2 separate regions of the Mus musculus genome follow, and region 2 is linked to region 1. The links are chromatin contacts, called in public Hi-C maps. All regions are on one chromosome and are shown on one strand. The core of a region is the stretch at or near the end of the contact, and the rest is flanking DNA. Distances in the headings are between cores, read along the strand shown. Region 1 has its middle 20 kb from the start of Gm31661. Region 2 has its middle 94 kb from the start of Slc25a26.

What was found. A called contact is a pair of places that touch in the nucleus more often than the background predicts.
Region 2: a Hi-C map of the N1E-115 cell line shows a contact between it and region 1, with 5 times the contacts expected there. The contact joins two enhancer-like sites. A contact is called at or near these places in 1 of 15 datasets of contacts at CTCF or cohesin (embryonic stem cells), 19 of 484 Hi-C or Micro-C datasets (the G1E-ER4 cell line, the N1E-115 cell line, embryonic fibroblasts and 7 more) and 2 of 115 datasets of contacts at active chromatin or transcription factors (the NIH/3T3 cell line and embryonic stem cells).

What each region holds. Positions count from the first base shown.
Region 1 is chr6:94,301,155-94,307,061 of GRCm38.p6, reverse strand. No RefSeq gene overlaps it. Among named protein-coding and RNA genes, the nearest start is that of Gm31661, 20 kb to the right of the region's middle. Within about 2 kb of position 2,826, at least 23 of the 459 cell types and tissues checked have an H3K27ac peak or open chromatin away from gene starts, as enhancers often do. A contact at or near this core is called in the N1E-115 cell line and embryonic fibroblasts, where this site is marked.
Region 2 is chr6:94,403,922-94,409,491 of GRCm38.p6, reverse strand. No RefSeq gene overlaps it. Among named protein-coding and RNA genes, the nearest start is that of Slc25a26, 94 kb to the left of the region's middle. Within about 2 kb of position 3,886, at least 38 of the 459 cell types and tissues checked have an H3K27ac peak or open chromatin away from gene starts, as enhancers often do. A contact at or near this core is called in the N1E-115 cell line and embryonic fibroblasts, where this site is marked.

The DNA of each region.
Region 1 (5,907 bases), core at 1,577-4,076:
AGAAGATTTTAAAGATAAATTTTCATTAATACATACATAGTAATTGTATATGTGTATTTGGGAACAAAGTATCCTTCAGTACATACAAAATGTAAGGATTAAATTGGGGTAATTGGCACACCTGTCATCTCAGACAACTTTTTTTAATAATATGTTTTATCCTTTGAAATTTTTATGCATTTATAGACTGTTTTTTGGTCAATCCACCATTACCCCTCTCCACTTCCCTCTTGTGTCTTCCCCCACCCCCACATCTACACAAAGGCAGCCTCTGATCATTTCCTAGACTGTATGAATTCTGGATATTTCATCCAAATTGGAACCGTACCATGCAGTCATTTGAAGGAGAATGTCCTCCATAGGCTCATGTGCTTGAATACTTAGTCCCCAGACGGTGGCACCATTTGGGAGCGTATAGAACCAGTAGGAGTTGGAGTCTTGCTGTCTTGCTGGAGGAAGATATCATAGCCAGCTTGAGGTTTTGTCACAGCAACAAGTAAAGTAACTAAGATGCTCTTTATAGATTTTGTGCTTTCCTTCTTTCAAGGTTCCTCCATGCTTTGGCATGTTAGTAATTGGTTCCTTTTACAGCTGAGTAATTTTTCATTGTATGAATATGTATATATACACATATATTCCAAACATGTATATATTTGTGTATATGTATATATATGTGTGTGTATTTATATTCATATGTATATATAAATGGATATAGTTCATTTTGTTTATGCATTTATTCACTGAAGGGTATCTTCTGTTTATTGTGAATAAAACTGCTATAGGCATTTTTGTACAAGGTTTTGTTCATATACCTTTTTAAGTCCTTTGGGTGTGTCTACCTCGGAGCTGTTGGCTTATGCATGAGGAACTGCCAAACTGCTCACAGCCACTATGCCACTTTCTATTTCTATGTGCAGTGCATGAAGCTTCTGTCATTTTCACTTTGTCAACATTTGTTATTTTCCATTTTACAAAGTATAGATGGCCTAGTGGGTATATGGAGGGACCTTATGGCTCTGGCTTACATTTCCCTAATGACTAAAGACGCTAAAACTTCAATTCATGCGCTTCACCATGTTTTTTAAAACCAAGCTGTAATCTTTACGAGGAAAGGCTTAAGATTAGAGAAAATGTGAAAAGATAATAGAACAGTATTTTAGTAACATAGGCTCATATAAAATATACTAGAAGTTGCTTCCTCTGTGCCTCTACTAACTCATGTACCTTAAATTATTATGATAGAGAAATATACCACAGGAGTACACCAGCCTGATTTTCTACTGCGTTACTGACTTTGCCTACAAAGCCCACCCGTCTAGAGATTCTTACAGTGAGTGTAGAAGTTAAAAATAGAAGCTAGGTGTGCTGGCTCATCCCTGTAATATCAGCACTTGAGAGGTTGGAGCAGGAGGATTAACAAAGTTTGAGACTAGCCTGAGCTATATAGCAAGTTTTACATCTGCTTGAGCTACACTGTAAGGCCTTGCCTCAGAAATACATAAATAACGGAAGTACCTAAGCGCTAGGGTTAAAAATATATCTTTCATTTGGGTCACACAGATTTAAATACTGACCATGTCATGCTAGGCAAGTTGCTTAGCATTTCTCATCCGTCTCTCTATCATCCAGGGACAGCATGTGCCCGGTAGAGTCATTACAGTGGCATTATGGGACTTAGGTGTGGAAACATATTTGAAGCAGTTACATGTAATCTTTTAAATGAAATGTTCCCTTGCTTTTAAAGCCCAAAACATGCTGACATTTTGTCCTTATGGCTAGTCAAGACCCATGGGAGACTCACTCTCTCTGTGTCCAAGGCTGCTCAAGATTCACTGGAGGAGACTCACTCTCTCAATGTCCTTCATTCATGCTTCCAAACTTCTTCCTCAGTCTTCAAGTACGCACTGATCCCACATTGTATGTCAGGCCGCGGGCAAGGAACAGCACCCAAAAACATCAGTCTTGAAGTAGAGAACTTCAGCTCAAATCTCAACGGCTACTTCCTAGGTGTCTAACCCTCTTCTAGTTACACAGCCTTGCCTGGTTTTCGTTGCCTTATCGGTAAAATGGGGCAAATTCTCCGGCCTCTAAAATGGAGAGCATTAAATAAATGTGCTACATAAAAGCATTCAGCAGGGGCTGGTGAGATGGCTCAGTGGGTAAGAGCACCCGACTGCTCTTCCGAAGGTCCAGAGTTCAAATCCCAGCAACCACATGGTGGCTCACAACCTTCTGTAACAAGATCTGATGCCCTCTTCTGGAGTGTCTGAAGACAACTACAGTGTACTTACATATAATAAATAAATAAATCTTAAAAAAAAAAAAAAAGCATTCAGCAGCATGTCCAGCACACTGGGAATGCACTGAGAGATTGCTCGCCACCACTGCTACCACAGTCATGACTTTGATCCCAGCAAAGACGAATTATTGTAAAGATTTAATGAGATAATAGTCACTAAGATTGATGGCAGTCATATGCCTTGTTGTAAACATGTCTCCATAGCAACATTTTTTTCTTTGAGATGCTTTTTGTCCATCTAAAAAGGTAAAATCAGTCTTAACTCGTGGGCCATGCAGGGGCAGGTTAAAGAACGGAGTAGAGGTGGGCCAGAAGCTCTGTCAGAACGAAAGGATAGTACAGTGTCATCCCGAGACTTGGTTTCGGTCCCATGCACAAATATTTTTGCATAAGGATATGCTGGAGAGAAAAGAAAACTGCTTTTCTTCTCCTGAACGGCAATCTGAAAAGTTTGTAAGATACAAACCTAGAGACAGTTCCCAGCCATCTGGTGAGCAGTGGCAGGAAATGCCAGCTTGCCTTAGCAAGGGGATGGCATAGCTGTAATATTTTTACATTTAATGGCATCAATTAAAAAAAAAAAGTCATACCAAGACTGCATGGTAAAGTAAAATTAGTAACTGAAGGAAACTGAGTAAGTCTAAAATAGGGTAACCCTGGTTTTAAAATAAAGACCGAGGAGAGAAGAGAGAAAAGAAGTGTGGTCTTGTGTTTGCTTCCATTACTCGGCTTCGAGAGTTCCCAGGGCTGTCTGAATTCTAGAGGCAAGGTTAAAGATCAAGGTCAAACATCTGAAAAATGCAGATGCTATGGGTCTGGAAGCAGAAACATTCCTTAGTGTATGCCAGCGTATGCACTCACTAAAGCAGAAAGCTAACTCAGTAATTAAAACTTTGGTACCTTCCAACATGAAGCTGAAGTCAGCCATTCTTGATTGCATCCAAAATCCTTGTGGGGCACAAAGGCAGACAGGCAGAGTGTCTCAGTCTGGATGACAGAAATGCTCAGCATACAAGGACTCCAAATTTGGGAAGGACTCCCTGGGACGCATTGCTCATAACCACTCCGGGGTTGGCTAAGTCTTTCCTCACCTGGGCAACAGTCCATAAAAAATGAGCTTGAAATTCTAGGAACGTGGTGAGTCTGGGGAGCGAGTCAGACCTATTTCTGGAGTCCTCTTTCATCTGGCTACATGGTTTTGGTGGGGAACAGTTTCCCTAAGATGGCGCAGGTCAAGGAGCAAGGTCGCCAGACTCCATGCTGCCTTTTTCTCCTGAGTCATATGTCACAACCTCACCTCAGAGGCAAGCTTTGTGGAGCCACATATTCTCACTAGGGGGTGACTTTACCTGCCCAAGGACCTGCATGAATATACAACACACCTTCAAGCACCAGAATGTGATCATCACAACACCAGATGGCCTCTCATTTCATAGAATGCTACTAAGATAAACAGAGGGGAGGAGACGGGAACCCTTTCTAACAGTTCTGTTTATAAGGCACCGTCCTCTCTAATGAGAAGTCCTCTCAGATTGGGTTTCCCTGTCCATGAACTTTCTAAACACTGTTTTCTTCTTTTGTCTGAATGCCAAATTTGGGGATAAGCTTCCTCTCACCCAGTAGTTTTCAACCTTCCTCATGTTGTGACCCTTTATCTTGTGGTGACTCTATCCCATAAAATTATCTTTGTTACTACTTCATAACTGTAATTTTGCTACTTTTATGAAATCATAAATATCTGTGTTTTCCAAGGGTCTTAGATGACCCCTGTGAAAGAGTCATTTGAACCCTCAAAGGGGTCATGACCCACAGGGTGAGAACCACGGTTCTACAAAGAGCTATCAGTGTATACTTTAGTCCTATGCCTCCAGTCCTTAATATAACTGACAAAATAAGTATTTAATCAATTTTTGTTGAATAAATAATGTCCTTGATATCCAGTTGTCACGTACTATCTCTCATTATATAATACATATTTTTTTCAGCTTAGACTAATAGAAACTCAAGATTTATGTTAAAGCATTTGAACCTGATGCTATGTCGTTTAATAAGACATCATATTATACACCTAAGTTTGACTGGGTTTCCATAGCAAAGGGTTTGATACTATAATGTTGCCAACTTTAGAGTATCTTAAAAATGTCTACAGAAATATGGGCCAAGCACTGCAGCTTTGATCAAAATAAACTCATACTACACTTAAATTTTTGGAACTTTTAGATAGTTGCATTAAAAAGCAACCATAAGAGCCTGCAGGGTGATTTCTTTTTGTGAGGTTTCCCCAACCATCCCCATGTCCTGTGTTGTCCTGTGTGTGTGTGTGTGTGTGTGTGTAAGTGATCTGATAGCCAATGATTGCTTTAAGGGCTGAAAGGAGAGGTTCTGGGGGTGTACCATGCATGAGAAGAGGCTGTTTTCCCATTGAGCTTGACCTCCAATGCCTGATATTTTTGAATCACTGGTAGCTGTTAAAGCTTCTAAAAAATAGATTCTATCTCTATTCTCAACAACTGAATTACTTTAGCAAGAACTGGAGTCTCTCTGCTCTCTTTTTCCCTACCTCAGTTTGCTAAACTGGATTAGGAAAACTGCTATGGCCATCTTTCCTTACAGACAGAACAAGGCCAGTCTTCCCAGAGCCAGAGAGGATGAGACCAACTAATGGAGGGCGGAGCTAGGAGACAGACAGCTGTAGCTCCGGGCATCTGTATCAGCTACTTGTGTTGCTGGGGTGATGAAATCCCTGGCAAAAGCAACTAAAGGAAGAATGGGTTTGGCTTCAACACTTTCCTTCAAGGTGAGAGAAGGCGTTGCGTCGGGAACCGGAAGCAGCTCCTCATTCTGTATCTGCAACCGGAAGCTGAGAGGAACGCCGGTGCTCCGCTCATTTTCTTCCTTCTTAATCATTTTAACTTTTATGTGCATTGGTGTTTTGCCTGCATGTATGTATGTCTGTGTGAGAGTGTCTGACTGGAGTTACAGACAGTTGTGAGCTGCCATGTGGGTGGTGAGAATTGAACTCAGGACCTCTGGAAGAGCAGGCCAATGCTCTTAACCACTGAGCCATCTCCCTAGCACCCTCCCGCCCCGCTCCCGCCCCCTTCTCCTTTTTATTTATTCTGAGACTCCAACAAGTAGGAGAGTGCCACTCACATTTAGGGTGCATCTTCTCCCCTCCAATTAGCCTAATTTAGAAAATCCCTAACAGACATACCCTGAGGTTGGTTTCCACGGTGATCCTAAATCTCATCAAGTTTACAATCAAATTTAACCATAGCAGAGTCATTTAATCCTTTCATCCAGACAGGCTGAGAGCCATTCTTAGGCTAGCCTTGCCAGTTATGTGGAATAATACATTTCCTGTTTGGGTTAAGCTAGTTAGACTGGGTTTGTTGTTGGCAACCCAAACCTACTACAAATTGTTATTTTAGTCTCATTGAAAATCTGGAATAATTGCTGCAAGGACAGTGGTTTACTCTATCTTGGAACACTCAAAATAGGGTATTCTTCAGCTCTTGCAAGTAACACACACAGGACTATGCTAACCAAAGGGGAGTTGATAATATATCAATCAGCAAAAATTTAAAAAACCGTTGCTTTGCCTGGTA
Region 2 (5,570 bases), core at 2,637-5,136, 100 kb before region 1:
GTCAAATTTAAGTGAGAAAAGCAGCTCAAAATACTGTGTACAGCGATGGTTGATATATAAAAGCCGATGTGTCCAGGTCATTCGCTAGCTTCAGATGAATGCAAGGCCCAAGTGCTTAAACATAGCAGTGTCAGGAATGTATGCTTGTTGTCTTCCATCTTCTCTTCCTCCTCAGCTTCTACCAAGATCACCGCTTAGACTTATGGTCTTGACTCTAGAAGGAAAAATCACTTTCATTCCCAGACTTCACATCAGTCCCTAGGAAAGAGCCAGGTGGCTCAAATGGCCATGTGCCCACTCATTCTCACATCCAGGGACACGGGATATGCTGGCTAGCTAGGCTCAGTCACATGTCCATCCCATGAGAAAGGAAACAGTTCCTGTTGATTCTATCACACAGATCTGAGGATATAAAGTTCTCTAGAAAGGGTGAAGGCTAGACCAGGAAAAAAAGATGACCCTTATGTTTATCTTTAGCAATACTTAAACTATATTCCACCCCCCAGCCCTCTCCTGTCAACAATCATCTCTGCTGGACACAGAATTTATTTCAACTTTGTAATGAGCTAAGAAATGAAAAGAAAGGGCAATAAAAAGTATTTTGGTTTTTACTAGTGAAGCTGTAGAAGAGTTTCAGCCCACATCAGATAAGCATCTTTATAGAGCAGCTGGCACAGTGCTCATGCTCCGTTTGTCCTGACCATCATCCATCCCCTTTGCTCCAGGGCCTGCTCTATGGTCTGAGGTTGACCCTTGGTGATGTCTAACCTGGGATCTATGGGGTTCAAATTATGTAAAAAAAGTAAGGCCATAGGAGTCTCTCTCTCTCTCTCTCTCTCTCTCTCTCTCTCTCTCTCTCTCTCTCTCTGTGCCTCCCAGTCCTCAGCTCTGGCCTCGCCACAGTCCTGTGAACCTCAGGCTTTATCCTTTATCTTTGCCTTCATGTTTCATAGTGAGAATAGCTTCCCACCTGCAGTTCCTTGAGTGATGGGTCATGTTTTATTGCCCATTGAAAGATAACAGTAGAGTTACCATTATCTTTTAAAATTTGAAGTTGTCTTTCTGTTGACATTGGTAATAAGAAGAAGTTAATGGTTTCAACGGCAAGTCAGAAAAATTATCTTCGTAGAACACTGTTACAAGTACACTTTTTTTTCAAAACAATTACAAAATAATCCATTTTAGAGATCTCTTGTAAACAAGTGACTAAACTTCCAAGCCAAGTAAAGTAAATGTGGGGGAATATTCTAGGACTTAGGTGGCTTTTAGTGAACTTTGACATTCTCAACAGAGAGTGAGGGGACAAGAGCAGCGAGAACACTTGCTAAAGCTCCTACCCAGAGGCCCTCGTCAGCTCTAGAGGGCAATGCAGTATTTTCCCTAAGTACTTTGTTTCAAAAGAATTTTTTTTTAAAGTTTCCAAGTCCTGGTGTGTATTTTAAGAACAAGGCAGCTATGCATTGTGCTGGCCGGATGAACATTAACACAGCAATGGCTTTAAGCACAGCCAAAGCACATGGATCTATGCAGAATTATCTCTCACATGACTGAACCCAGTCACAGACACTGTTCATGCAGACTGTTAGTTTAACAAGTGCAATGAGTATGACGGCCACTGAAGAAACAGGCACGACCCTTTAAGTCCACATGGATGGCCCAGTCACTTAGAATGACCTAAAACAACAAAGTGTTTATCTACCAAGAACTAGGAAACACTAGTACAAACTGTCCTGGTTTGGGTATGAAATGTCCCCTCCAAAGGCTCACACAACGCTAAGCATGGTGGTATACAACTTTAATCCCAGTATTGGAAAGGCAGGGGCAGACTGGTTTATATAGCAAGTTCCAAGACAGCCAGGGCTATATAATGAAACTCTGTCTCAAACAACAACAACAACACAACAAACAGACTTACAGGTCGAAGGCTTGATTCCTAATGAGGCAGTGTTGAGAGCTAGGTATGTGTGGTATGCATTCACAGGGTGTGTTGTGGGTACACAAGAGTGTGAAGGCCTGACGTTAACGTTGGCTGTCTTCCTCAGTCGATCTCTATCTTTTTGAGACAGGGTCTCTCACTTGAACCTGGAGCTCATCTATTCAGCTGGAATAACTGCCACCGAGTTCCAGGGGCCCTCTTGTTCCTTCCTATTTCTGGGATTCTAAGTATAGGCTGCTGTGCCCAGCTGTTGCTGCTGTTGTTGTTGCTGTTGCTGCTGTTGTTGTTGCTGTTGCTGCTGCTGTTGCTGCTGCTTCTTTTTCTTGTTCTTGTTCTCCTCCTCTTCCTCCTCCTCCTCCTTCAATGTGGGTGCTAGGGAATTTGGACTCAGGTTTTTATGCTTACACTGCAAGTACTTTACTAAGCCATCTACCTAGTCTCAGAGATGAGACTTCTGGGGAGTAATTGTGTCATGAGGACTCTGCCTCCATCTATAGATTAATCCATTAATGGATTTATGGATTTATAATCTTCCGGCATTATTTGGAATTGGTAGGGGGTATGTATAGGTGGAAGAAGTAGATCAGTGGGGATACACCTTTAGAAGCAATCAACATCTTGTCCCCAACTCCTCTTTTTACCTACTCCTGACCAGGGGCAGAGGGTAGTGACAAAAAATAGTAAAACAGGACTCTGCGTTTGGAGGCCCTGCAGTTGGAAGGAGCTAAACCATTTAATGAGAAGGCACTGGAGGGCAAGTCTGGTGCCAGAAGCTTCAGTAATTCTAGTTCAACAGAGTACATTAAAGCTACTACGGTTGGGAGGAAACAGTGATAGAGTGTATGGAGGAGCCGGAGGGGTGGGGTGGGCATGAATTTGATCAAGATACATTGTATTTACTATGAAAATTTTCAAGTAATATTCTTGAAAAGAAAGAAAAAGGTCACTGCACTTTAAAAGGTCAGATCTTGGATCTTGGGAGAGAGCAGGGAGTCTACTGTGGGGCAGTCAGTGCCTTCTCAGCCCCTTGCCTCTCTGTGCCCCCTCTGTGTTCTTAACTGGCCTGAAGCACTTACTCAAACGGCCTGGATACTGTAGCTAGTAATGATGGGCTAGCACTGCACTTCTGTTATCTTGCTGGCTTTCAGAACTAAGGCATAATTAAGAAGGGTGGTTGGGGAACATTCGCATTGTACCCCTAGAGGTGAAATTACTGGACCCAGGCAACATTTCCTGGCCATTACTCAGTGAGCAGCTAGCTCCGTTCCACCATGCCCTTGCCAGCCTCTGCCTTGCCTTAGGCTTAAAAGCAGTGACTATAGGCTGAGATCTCTTGAGCCCAAATACATTTTATCTTTTTTAAAAGTTTATTTTCTCTGGTCTTTTTTTTTTTTTTTCAAAATAATGAAAAGTCTAACACAGAAACATTGGGAGGCTCCCAAATGCCCACCATTCATGCAATCTGGTGTCTTCACTGTCTCCTGTCAACAATGCTCACTGGTCATCTTACACTGATGGTGACTCTGCTTTGGGAAGAGATGGAAAATATGGATTTTTCACCTTTCACTAATAGTCTCTGGTCTCATGAATTCAATTTTCTCAAGCACTGGCATTGATTTTACCGTTATGCCTGTGGGATTTCTTCTGGCAGGCCTCATCTCTCTGACTCAGCCAGCACCTTTGCAAGTGTTGGCTGAGATAGAGCCTACTTCTCTGGCCTGGGTTTCTGCAGTTGCAAAGGGAGCCGTCAATGCAGACAGACACTTGACTCTTTCACCTATATGGTCCTTGTAAATGCAGTCTAGAGATATCCACGCCTTTTTTTCAGTTCCCAGAACCTTATGACTATTAGAGTTTTAAAAGGCCTAAGAGACACCTAGGCAGCCAGCAGCGATTACGGTGTAGGGCTACTCCGGCTCAGAGGCATCTGGGATATCTGAGTGGCACATGACTCATTCTGACTCAGCCTCTGTTTGGTCCTCTTTATTCCAAGGATGGTGCTCTCAGAAGCTCACATCCTCTGCAGATCCAACTTGGCAGGCCTGGGATGAGGGTGTCACTTCCTAACTTAATACTTCCTAACTCTTTCTACACCCCACATCCACCCATCCTTCCATTCACCATGCCGACAAATAGTGTATGATCTCTGTTGCAGCAGAATAAACCAGGCAAAATCTAGGACGTGCTTGGGGGAATAGCAGTGTGCTGTGTCATCATCCTCCTTAAGAACTGTGAGTTAGGGAGCTGGAGAAATGGCTCAGCAGTTAAGAGCACTGACTGCTCTTCCTGAGGTCCTGAGTTCAAATCCCAGCAACCACATGGTGGCTCACAACCATCTGTAATGAGATCGATGTCCTCTTCTGCTGTGTCTAAAGACAGCGACAGTGTACTCATGTACAGTATACATATAAAGTATACATATAAATTAAATAAATCTTAAAAAAAAAAAAGAACTGTGAGTTAGATTCTGATACTGCTACCAAGGTGAACTTTTACTGGTTTCATGCCAAAGACCAGATGACAATTTTGCTTAGACCTTTTGGTTAAACCTTTGGTCCTTTCTTCAAGAAGCATGGTGTTACAAATTACACTTAGACATAGAATACAGATAACTAGATCCCATCGGGAACACACAGAGGGACTTTGCTTCGGATCCTCTTCCTGCTTGAATGTACCACTCCTGGGTCACACTCTCCTCTCTGAGATGGACTACACCCTCTAAATGTAGGGAAATAAACTCCTACTTTAAGCTGTTTTCATTGTTCATTCACGGCACTTGATGGTCTTAGTCAGGGTTTCTATTCCTGGACAAAACATCATGACCAAGAAGCAAGTTGGGGAGGAAAGGGTTTATTCAGCTCACACTTCCACACTGCTGCTCATCACCAAAGGAAATCAGGACTGGAATTTAAGCAGGTCAGGAAGTAGGAGCTGATGCAGAGGCCATGGAGGGATGTTTCTTACTGGCTTGCTTCCCTTGGCTTGCTCAGCTTGCTTTCATATAGAACCCAAGACTACCAGCCCAGAGATGGTCCCACCCACAAGGGGCCTTCCCCCTTGATCACTAATTGAGAAAATGTCTTACAGCTGGATCTCATGGAGGCATTTCCTCAAGGGAGGCTCCTTTCTCTGTGATAACTCCAGCTTATGTCAAGTTGACACACAAAACCAGCCCGTCCAGTGAGGATTTTATTCCTTTCTCCAAAGGAGGATCAGAAAACTCTTATGAACTACTTCAGAGAACAGGGGTGGGACCTTGATTGCCTTTGCAGTTTTCTAAAATGGTGACCCATCACATTTTGAGACAGCATGTGTGGTGGTTTCGATATGCTTGGCCCATGGAAAGTAGCACTATTAGGAGGTGTGGCCTTATTGGAGTAGGTGTGGTCTTGTTGGAGGAGGTGCGTCAACGTGAGGGTGGGCTTTGAGGTCTCCTAGGCTTGCCTTCCACCCAGTGTGGAATTCCAGCCTTCTCCTGGCTGCCTTCTGGTTAAGATGTAGAACTCTCAGCTTCATCTCCAGCACCATGTCTGCCCAAAGGCTGCATGCTTCCCACCATGACAATAATGGACTTCTGAAACTGTAAGCCAGCTCCAATTAAATGTTGTCTTTTATGAAAGTTGCCTCGGTCATG